2 separate regions of the Zea mays genome follow, and region 2 is linked to region 1. Evidence: chromatin contacts called from public Hi-C data. All regions are on one chromosome and are shown on one strand. Each heading gives the region's core, a stretch centred on a gene start, on an enhancer-like site or on the middle of the called end of the contact. The rest is flanking DNA. Distances are from core to core; before and after follow the strand shown. Region 1 holds the start of LOC100193566 (Cysteine--tRNA ligase 1 cytoplasmic). Region 2 holds the start of LOC100282823 (riboflavin biosynthesis protein ribAB).

The links. A called contact is a pair of places that touch in the nucleus more often than the background predicts.
Region 2: a Hi-C map of ear shows a contact between it and region 1, with 3 times the contacts expected there. The contact joins the promoter of LOC100282823 here to the promoter of LOC100193566 in region 1. A contact is called at or near these places in 4 of 25 Hi-C or Micro-C datasets (bundle sheath, ear, endosperm and 1 more).

The regions. Positions count from the first base shown.
Region 1 is chr8:119,215,467-119,221,026 of Zm-B73-REFERENCE-NAM-5.0, forward strand. It overlaps LOC100193566 (Cysteine--tRNA ligase 1 cytoplasmic), which reads left to right and starts at 3,152. Exons shown (of 9, transcript NM_001358395.1): 1 at 3,152-3,546; 2 at 4,442-4,505; 3 at 4,850-5,011; 4 at 5,324-5,494. The coding sequence starts at 3,296. It overlaps LOC103635762 (probable mediator of RNA polymerase II transcription subunit 37c), which reads right to left and starts at 2,927. Exons shown (of 2, transcript NM_001365157.1): 1 at 2,636-2,927; 2 at 1-1,894. The coding sequence starts at 2,846. The coding sequence ends at 156.
Region 2 is chr8:119,462,532-119,468,091 of Zm-B73-REFERENCE-NAM-5.0, forward strand. LOC100282823 (riboflavin biosynthesis protein ribAB) reads right to left here and starts at 3,137. Exons shown (of 7, transcript NR_178194.1): 1 at 2,951-3,137; 2 at 2,539-2,854; 3 at 675-896; 4 at 236-577; 5 at 1-116. LOC100284318 reads right to left here. Exons shown (of 9, transcript NM_001175443.2): 7 at 4,991-5,040; 8 at 4,810-4,907; 9 at 4,340-4,681. The coding sequence ends at 4,577.

The sequences.
Region 1 (5,560 bases), core at 1,902-4,401:
TGCAAACGAGCAAACAACTATAAAATCTCAGGGAAGGAAGGGGAACCAATTAGAAAAGTATCATCAGATCAACCACAACCTCAGAGTTTACTGTTCCCACAGAAACAGAAGCAATTCAACTTCTACCACGATAACACGACCACAGGTGGAAGCACTTAGTCGACCTCCTCGATCTTGGGGCCAGCGGCGCTGCCGCCGGCGGCCGGTGCGTCCTCGTCCATGCCGGCAGCAGCACCCATGTCCGCGCCAGCGCCCTGGTACATCTTGGCGATGATGGGGTTGCAGATGCCCTCCAGCTCCTTCATCTTGTCCTCGAACTCGTCCACCTCCGCGAGCTGGTTGCTGTCCAGCCAGCTGATGGCACCGTCCACGGCGTTCTCGATGCGCTTCTTGTCATCCGCACCTAGCTTGGAGGCGATCTTGTCGTCCTTGATGGTGTTGCGCATGTTGTACGCGTAGTTCTCCAGCGAGTTCTTGGCGTCCACCTTCTTCTTATGCTCCTCGTCCTCCGCCTTGTACTTCTCCGCCTCCTTCACCATCTTCTCGATCTCCTCCTTGCTCAGCCGCCCCTTGTCGTTGGTGATGGTGATCTTGTTTTTCTGTCCTGTAGTCTTGTCCTCCGCTGATACGTTCAGAATGCCGTTGGCGTCGATGTCGAAGCACACGGTGATCTGGGGCACGCCGCGAGGCGCCGGCGGGATGCCGGACAGCTCGAACTTGCCAAGGAGGTTGTTGTCCTTGGTCCTGGCGCGCTCTCCCTCGTACACCTGGATCAGCACCCCCGGCTGGTTGTCGGAGTAGGTGGAGAACACCTGCTCCTTCTTCGTTGGTATGGTGGTGTTGCGAGGGATCAGCACGGTCATCACGCCGCCGGCAGTCTCCAGGCCCAGGGACAGCGGGGTGACGTCCAGAAGGAGCAGGTCCTGCACCTTCTCGTTGCCCTCGCCGCTCAGGATGGCGGCCTGGACAGCAGCACCGTACGCCACGGCCTCGTCAGGGTTGATGCTCTTGCAGAGCTCCTTGCCGTTGAAGAAGTCCTGGAGCAGCTGCTGCACCTTGGGGATGCGCGTGGAGCCGCCCACGAGCACCACGTCGTGCACGGTGCTCTTGTCCATCTTGGCATCGCGGAGGCATTTCTCCACGGGCTCCATGCACTTGCGGAAGAGGTCCATGTTCAGCTCCTCGAACCGGGCGCGGGTGATGGTGGTGTAGAAGTCGATGCCCTCGTACAGCGAGTCGATCTCGATGGTGGTCTGCGCGGTGGACGACAGCGTGCGCTTGGCCCGCTCGCAGGCCGTCCGCAGACGCCGCAGCGCGCGCGGGTTGCCGCTGATGTCCTTCTTGTGCTTGCGCTTGAACTCCTGGACGAAGTGGTTGACCATGCGGTTGTCGAAGTCCTCCCCACCCAGATGGGTATCACCGGCGGTGGCCTTCACCTCGAAGATGCCCTCCTCGATGGTCAAGAGCGACACATCGAAGGTGCCACCACCGAGGTCGAAGATGAGCACGTTCTTCTCGCCGCTGCTGGTGGCCTTTTTGTCGAGCCCGTAGGCAATGGCCGCGGCGGTGGGCTCGTTGATGATACGCATCACGTTGAGCCCGGAGATGACGCCGGCATCCTTGGTGGCCTGCCTCTGCGAGTCGTTGAAATAGGCAGGCACGGTGACCACGGCATTCTTGATGGTGGAGCCGAGGTAGGCCTCAGCGATCTCCTTCATCTTGGTCAGCACCATAGAGGAGATCTCCTCGGCAGAGAACTGCTTATCCTCACCCTTGTAGCTAACCACGATCATCGGCTTGTCGCCAGGGCCCGCCACGACCTTGAATGGCCATAGCTTCATATCACTCTGAACGGAAGGGTCCGAGAACCTCCTACCAATCAACCGCTTTGCGTCTGCAGGCATCCAGGAAGAGCGACATCTGTCAGCAAGGAGTCTAACGATTGAAGAAAAAACACAGTTCAATATGGCATATCAGCTAAGGTATATTTTCAATGATCAGGTAAGGTATATTTTCGAATACTGCAGTGTGAAATTACTAACCAAGGTGACAGTGACAATTTCTGAAGGACAGAGTTCCAGTAGAAATTCAGTTCAAAAAATGTGCAATCCATCAAAGCAGATATATAATGGCTACACCAGGGGCGACAATGGAAACTACTGACTGCAAATCTGATCAGGGAAAAAAAATCTTACTGCAGTTACTATTAGGAAGTTCAAAAAGGGATTACATGAAGGCACCGGAGACATAGTTCGACGAATTCCACAAATCAGCTCGCATCCACCTAATCGTTAATCCTATCCGATCCTACTCAAATCTAGAACATAAACAAGCAGCTACTGCTCACACTGAACAAATCAGATCTCCAAGTTTAGTGCTGCTCATGTTGCCATAGAAACAGAGCAGAAGTCGCTCACTGAAACAAATTTCGATAGATCTACAAGCATCTGAAGCATCGACATCAATGTGAAACTATGCAGCAAATGATTAAAGTAAAACTCTGCATCATCGATTATTAGTGGAAAATCCCGCAGCATGGAATCAAACAACCTTAGTGCTAGACTGCTAATTGGGCATTCTAAGTTCAGTGAAATGAAAGGAAACAGAAGTGAAGAGGATGTCATCTGACACGTACCAAATACGGTGTTGGTGGGGTTCATGGCGACCTGGTTCTTGGCGGCATCGCCGATGAGCCGCTCGGTGTCGGTGAAGGCGACGTAGGACGGCGTGGTGCGGTTCCCCTGGTCGTTGGCGATGATCTCGACGCGGTCGTGCTGCCACACGCCGACACACGAGTACGTCGTTCCCAGGTCGATCCCGATCGCCGGCCCCTCCCCCTTTGCCATCTCTTCCTCCCTCTAGGAACAAAAAACACTGCTACTTCCTTCGAACCCTCACAGGTCGTGCTGCTGGTTGCTGAGAAATTGGTTCGTGGATTTTTTTTTTCTCAGGCGAGAGACGAGGGACACTGGAGGAGCCGAGGAGGTTTTATTGAGGAGATGGCGCGTCCAGAAGATTCGGGCACGGGGCGACCTTGGCCGTTAGATTGGGGTTCTGGAAGGCTCTGGAGGAGTGGAGGGTGTTGGTTGAACCGAATGAGAAAGAGGAAACCGTGTTTCGACGGGCCGCAGTGGGCAGTGGCTTGGCCCATCGAACCCACTTGCCACTCACTTCCACCTGAACTTTGCCCTGCCTTCTCTCGACGACTCCCCTGTCCCCGCCGCCGCCGCCGCCGCAAATCCCCTTCCGCGTCTGTCTGGCCTCTGGGGCTTCTAGGTTAGCGCGTGCGACCACCATGGCCGAGGAGGTCCAGGCTCCACTTTCCGCCACCATGGCGAAGGAGGCCCAGTCGCCGCCGTCCGCAACCATAGCGGAGGCGACGGCGCCGCCGCAGCTCTTATTATTTAACTCCTTTACGAAGAGGGAGGAGCCATTCCAGCCCCGGGTAGAGGGGAAGGTAGGGATGTACGTCTGTGGCGTCACTCCCTACGACTTTAGCCACATCGGCCACGCGCGTGCCTACGTCGCCTTCGACGTCCTCTACAGGTACCAATCCCAGCAACTCTCGGATCTGGCGGCCCTTTTTGTCTTGGCATATACGCAGTTAGCCTGATCGTCTACTAGCCTACTAGAGAGCTATCCGTCTATGCTCTAAAATGCGTAGAGTAAGATTTAGTTCTAGATTTGGATGCGCTCTGGACCCCGATTGTACATGCTGCTCACATGTTGGTGATTTCTCAATTTAGTGCTCGAGATTGGGAATTGTTTAGTAGCGTTGTTTCAGTGTGGTGCTGCAGTAGTTGGTTTGTGTGTTTTGTCATGCTCGGGTTTGGATGTTCAAGATAGCTGGATCCAGGCTATGTTTAAACTGTATTAGTTGCTAGTAGCCTCTGGATTCTATATCTAAATACATGTTTGATGGAGTAGTTATTGCTGACTGATTAAGCATTTGAAATCTGGCCATGCTGTATTTTTCATTGTCATGGACTCTTTTTTATGTATTCACTTATCCCAAAATAAATAAACTTCTAGAGCTGATTTATGTCAAACTAATTTAAGTTTGATCCACTTTATGACACCAAATAAGGAAAAACATCTTCATGGTGTATCCAATGATACTTGGTCAAACTTAAGATAGTTCATTTAGGATGATTCTAGAAATTGTTTTTTTTTGGGACAGAGGGAGTACATCAACATGCCAATATGTTCAGAACACTTCGAGCAAGCTAACCTTATCATGTTAGTACTACGGTCATGTGGTGCTGTTTTGAATTAAACCTGCAATGTTAAGTATACTGTATACATTACATTAATATTTCAATAGATTTTTCAAAAGACTATCTGAGTTAAAGCATAATATTGAGTCGTGTTGCTATCTTTGCTTCTTGAGTTTTCATAACATATTTATTTTATAACATAATTGGTCTCACATTCCTTGTAGGTACCTTAAATTCTTGGGGTATGAAGTTGAATATGTCCGTAATTTCACGGATATTGATGACAAGGTAACAATTTGTTCACACTATTCTAGAGTTACATTTTAGTAGTTGAGAAGAAAGGAAAACTTCTCGAGGCATCAAAATGGAAGGAACAGTCTTATTTGTGACAGTGCCATCTGTAGACTAATTTGTTTCTGGGTTCAACAATCTTGTACTTTCCTCTTAGTCGGAGTGTCACCAGTGCCATTTCATCTGTTCTTTTCCGTTACCATTGTTCATAGATCAGACACCAGTATTTACAAAATACTTTATTTTTCCAGTATGTTGCATGCTTAATATAAATTTTAATTTTCTTTCCCAATATATCTTGGCAGAAATTTGGATAAAATTATTTCTTACCTTTTTGACAGATTATTAAGCGTGCCAATGAACGCGGTGAAACAGTAACAAGCTTGAGTAGCCAGTTTATCAATGAATTTCTTCTTGACATGACTGAGCTCCAGTGCTTGCCTCCTACCTGCGAGCCACGGGTAACAGAACACATTGAGCATATTATAAAGTTGATAACACAGGTACAACATTGCTCCAAACCTAACTGATGTAAAATTTGTTTACTTATTGTTTTCATGATACCTTGCAGCTGTTGTAATTTTCCTGGTGCTCCATGGCTTTGATTGGAAGCTCTACACTGTCTGTTGCAATCAAAATTAACACTGATGATAACATTATTTGCCACCATACAAGTTAAACCCATTATTTTGCTCATTTTATCCAGTTCCAGGATATTGAACAATCACACATAACTTACTGACGGTACAAAAATTGCCCCTTTTATATCTTCTGATGTCACATGTCTTTCCTATCTTGTCTATGTTTCTGGACAGATAATGGAGAATGGCAAAGCCTATGCTATTGAAGGAGATGTTTACTTTTCAGTTGAAAGTTTTCCTGAATATCTCAGTTTATCTGGAAGAAAATTTGATCAAAATCAGGCAGGTGCACGGGTTGCTTTTGATACAAGAAAGCGTAATCCTGCAGACTTCGCACTCTGGAAAGTAAGTTTTGAAGTACTGATGTTTCTAGAGTTGAATTCATTTCATGAAACTACAGCTACTTGGGTC
Region 2 (5,560 bases), core at 1,887-4,386, 250 kb after region 1:
TGTGCTCGGTTCCATCGAGCCTGGACTGGTAGCAGTAGGCTCGGAAGAGGCCCCATTTCGTCGGCAAGCGAGACACAGCAATCAGCTCCACCAGCTTCTCCCGCTTTCTCCTATACCTGAACCAAACCAAACCACACACATTTCAGTTTCCAGGCATATATGCAAGCAGTACAGCACAACCAAAAGATTAAACAAAAAAAAGCAACGGAAGCTTTCAAGTTCACAAAGGCTTCACCTTAGGATATACTAACCGGATGAGATCAGCAATCGAAACGATGGGTATGTCATGCTCCATAGCCATCTGCTGGAGAACCGTTACGCCTGCCATCGAACCGTCCCTGGGGTCCATGACGGTGGAGAGAACGGACACAGGACGGAGACCTGCCAACGCAACCAGATCCACCGACGCTTCTGTGTGGCCAGCTCTCTTCAGCACGCCCCCGTTCCGGTACTTGAGGGGGAATATGTGGCCTGGTCTCCTCAGATCACTGGGCTTGGAGTCAGAGGAGGCTAGAGTGAGGATGGTCTTCGCCCTGTCTGCAGCCGACACACCCGTAGATATGCCAACCCTGGCATCCTGAAGAGATAATTTGCAGAACAAAAAAATCAAAATCTTTTCAAGTCTGGTGCATCTGGGAATTTGCCAAGGCTATATATGAGATGACATAACATACCACTGTCACCGTGGAAGCAGCAGCCGTGATATCTTCGATTTCTGTGATAGGGGACATCATCGGAATCATCAGTCTAGTCAGGTCCTCCTCCTCCATGCCTACCGAGATAATCCCAGAGCCATTCCTGATCATGAATGCGACTGACTTCTGGTCCACTAGAGTGGCCGCCATCACAAGGTCGCCTTCGTTGTCGCCGTTCTCATCATCTACAGCAATAACAAACTGGAGAAGGATGAATAGTTAACTTGGTAGCTAAACTCAACTGTGCTACGGAAACAGTGCTAATACAGGTATCACATTCAAGGTCCTGTCCTGAGTTTTGAAGCGAAGGACTTTTGCTCGATGTTAGTGTCAACATTGTTTCACTTGAGCCTTATCATTTTAAGGAAAAGTAAATAGGTTTGAGCAATAGAAAGGTGCACGCACATTGATTGGTACAACGTTTAAGGATAAGAACAGGATTCGCTACTGTATATGTCAGCTGCTGAATTCAGTGAATCATTCTTGATTAGGAGCTGCTACTATCATCGACAACAATAACAAAGTCTTTAGTCCTAAGCAAGTTAGGATATATGCTAGATTTAAAGCATAACACAAGCCACATGTCAAGGTTTAGACACGTGGATAACTATTTTCTATGGACCCCTATTCAAGTCTAAATCTTTATGTATATTTTATCCTTTCAAGTCTTATTTTACTGTCTCTTCCCCTATCAATTTCACCCTTCTCCCGTCTCTCTTCCCATTACTATCGCGCCTTAACACCCTACTACACATTGGTGCCTCTGGAAGTCTATTAGATACGTCCAAACCATCTCAATCGATATTGGACAAGCTTTTCTTCAATTGGATCATTGTTCTAAACTCGATCTCTTCTTGTATGGGCATCAATCTAACACAACATACATATTTCCGCTTATGTGCTAAACATGTCTATGTTTTTGTAGGCCACCATTCTGCACCATACAACATAACAAGTCTAATCGTCGTCCTATAAACTTTCCTTTTATATTTATGGTACCTTTTTGTCACCTACAACGCCATATGTTTGATGCCATTTTACCCACCCTACTTTAAGTCTATGGTTAACATCTTCAGCGATATCCATCACATTTCTGCATTGATCCTAAATACCGAAAGATATTCTTAAAGGGCACTACTTGACCTTCCAAACTAATATCTCCTTCCTCATATGTAGTAGTGCTGGAGTTATATCTCATAGATTTGGTTTTAGTTGTACTGAGTTTAAAACCTTTAGGCTCTAGAATCTCCCGCCACAACTCTAGTTTCCTATTTACTTTTGCCAGGATTTTATCAACTAACATTACATCGTCTAAAAAAACATACACCAAGAGATATCTCGTTATATGTCCCTTATGACCTCATCTATCGCCAAGGAAAAAAATAAGGGCTTAAATCTGATCCTTAATATAGTACTATTATAATTGGAAAGTTTTCTGTGTATCTGTCACTTGTTCGAATACTAGTCATACATTATTGTTGAACATGTCTTTAGTAAGTCTGATGTACTTTGTTGAAATTTTAAGTTTGTCTAAAATCCAACCCATAATATTTTTTAGTATTTTATCATAAATCTTCTCAAGCATGTATTGCACAGTACACGAATATGATCTCCAAGTAGGACAATCCAATCTAGCCTGATCATGCACGTTCAATGCCCATGAATGGAACAAAGCGCAGGGATGAGAAGTGTAATACATGCTGAAACTATGAAAATAATAAAGAATACTGGATCCATGCCCAGGTTCAAAACAAACTATGAGATACAAAACATAGTAAAGACAAAATTATAGCGATGAAAAGTGTTAAGGTGTGAAATACACTTAATGTAGCCATTCGCCTACCTTCCCTTCACGCAAAGCACCTATAGCCTGGTCGATCGAGGAGAACCCATCGGTAGGTTTGTCTGGATCACCCTCTGCGTCACTGACAAAGAAATCTCCAGTGTCCTGAGTGATTTCAGCACCGACAGTTCTAAAAGAACCAGCAGACGCATCGAGTCCCTGGAAAACAGGTCCATTACTGTTCTCGATGAAATGCTTACTAAAGCGCCCTGGACCACCGAGTTCATCGCCGATCGCGTAACATCTTAACTTCAAGCATCCCTTTTTTATGACTGCAAATCCTATACTGTTGAGGCCACCAGGACCCTGCTGCAACCTGAAAAGATTGGAACAACTGGCAGGTTACAGAGAAAATACACGAACTCTTCAAAGGCCTTCTTCCACAGACAAAAGAGTTGGGAGGAATCGATACCTCGTGTTTGCATGAGCGTGAGATGGCAAGTGGGAGCTCAGAAGAACACGGTCCATTTGGTGATCCCAGGCTCCCAGTTTGCAAAAGCGTTTGGCTTATATACCTTTATCGCCTGCAGTGTCACAGCACCTCTCAGCCCGTCGTTTGGAGTTATCTGCTCATGCAGATAATGGAAGGAAAAAAAAAAACCGACGGAGTGGAGGGAAACTGACCACATGTTTCTGAGCTGCAAGATAGAAGCAGCCGAATCCGGCACATCGCACACTTCAGGTGATGACAAAGAAACCACGCTTCCAATGCCTTCTGCTATGGGTCAAAAGAAATGTAAGCTGGACGAGACAGCGACAAGTGAAAGATATTTTTGCAGATAGCATCTTTTGGACGGTTTCACGAGATAATGTATCTTCTTCCTTCCAGGTCAATTTCCATCGGAAGTGGGTAGAAGGTTTGCGAGTTCTCTCTTTTTTTTTCCCAGTCAGTAAATGGTCACCACGTTGTAAAAAAAAACAACAACAGCGATTTCATCAGTTATAGACTGTGTGTGTGTGTGTGAAGTGACGGTGAGCATTTCTTTTGAAGAAATCTAAATGCTTAAGCAACATTTGAGACCGGGAGTTTCATGAATGAATTTGAAAGTGTCGGCACTTCGCACTGGAGAGTAGCAGAAGATCCTACCAAGAATCAGGCATCAAGCCAGTTGCCAGCCTGAAAATCAATCGCCTTCAACCTTCAGCTCCTTTCACAAATACTTCCACCGCTTGCAGGACAGAACAACCGAACCCGTTGGTGAAGAGGCCGCGTCATTTGAGGAACGGAGGCCATGGTCGCGACCGCAAGCAGCCGCGGCCAAGTGGTAGTAGAGTCCCCGAACGAAGGAAGCAAGGGCGGGCGCGGCCATGGGCGCTAGGGAAGGTACGTGCATCCGTCTGAAAAGAGTGGAATAGTGAGCGGTGGCTGCCGCGGCGGGGGTGTGGAGGTCTTGGCCGCCGGCGGCAACGTTAGCATTTGGGAGGTCGCGGAATCGGCAGTTCCGCCGGCCGCTTCAGACCGTAGATGCTAATGCAGTATTACTTCCATCCTAAAGAAAAAAAAATCAACCATCACATTCACATATACTAATTTGGTGTTTATCACATTCACATATACTAATTTAGTGTTTGTTTGGGATTATAATCTGGCCAGATTATATAATCTAACAACTTTTGGCTAATAAAAAGTGTTTCTCTGTGTGCGTGAGAGAGAGAACCACTGCACTACGTCCATGCTCTGGTTATTAAGCTTGTATTATCGCCATCTAGCATCTGACAATCGCCTGCTGTAGGCACAGAGCAGCGTGATCAGCCTCATTCAGTGTAGGCAATTGAGCGAGAAAACCAGGATCGCAAGATTGATTAGACTCGCAGCAGCAACATGACTATTATATATGCTTGATGTATGTTAATACAGACATAAAACGCAGAGCAATTGAAACAAACAGAGAACCCAAAGCGTAATCCAATAACTGCCCCCGTCGCATCAGACAACAACTCACAAAGATTTTCTTCCAAAACAAAAATCCACAATGACCCGTTAGCGTTTCACATGACAGCAACAAGTGGCAGCTGAGCTGAGCAGAGCCAGATTTTCTCAGGCCCGTTTCTTCCTGCTCCCCTTCCCCAGCTTGGACTTGCGCTGCTTGAACACGTGCTGGTACAGCTTCAGCCACAGGAACGGGTAGAGCACCAGCACACCCTGTGTCACGGCAAGGCGCATACCAGATAGTTGAACTTCTGTTAAGAACAGTCGAACACTCCAACTGGCAACTGAACGAACGCGCGAGCAGAGAACACGATGGTCCAGTTCGCGGAGCCTTGACTTACCACTAGAAAGGAACGGTAGCTCATGGAGAACTTCTCGAAGAAACCTGAGTAAAGGTCCCTCTTCTTCACAAACGGGAGGGCTTGGTACATTGTCCACACTGAAAGGACAGCAAGAACCAGCCTCGGTCTAAGCTTTAGTCAAGAGTAATAACGCTCTTGTGAGAAGACATTTTGAGCTTACTTTCTCCTGGGCCAACCCCGATTGGATACAGCGGGATAAAAGCAGTGTACCTGCAGGAAGCTCCCATGAGAACGATGATATCGGTACACATTATATAGAAGTAACCTAGCAATGAGAATTGGAAATGCAATAGTCCCAAAGAGTCAAGCGGCCAGGTGAAACTATAAAAAACGAATAGGTAATAATACCTCTTAGCAGCTATGCATCTTTTTAAACTGTGAAGAAATTTGAGAAGGCGTTAATTGAACATTGTACTGCAGCGCTAAATTATAATAGAAACAGTTTGGGATTACTTTGCAACTCAGGACATGGGTTCCTTCTTCCAAGTCAACCTATAAGGCCTTTTTTTATGGTGCTATAAAGTGTTTGAACCATGGCAACAGCTTTGGAAATCATGGGCAACTTCCAGATGCAAGGTCTTCAGAAACAAGTGCTGGATGGCTGATCGTTTAGCAGAAAGGGGTCTGCCCCACCCTGGGTATTGTGTATTATGTGACTAGGCCATAAACGGTCGTGCAAAATACTATTTTACACTGTAGATTACATTGTTTGTAGAGGGTAGTTTGAAAT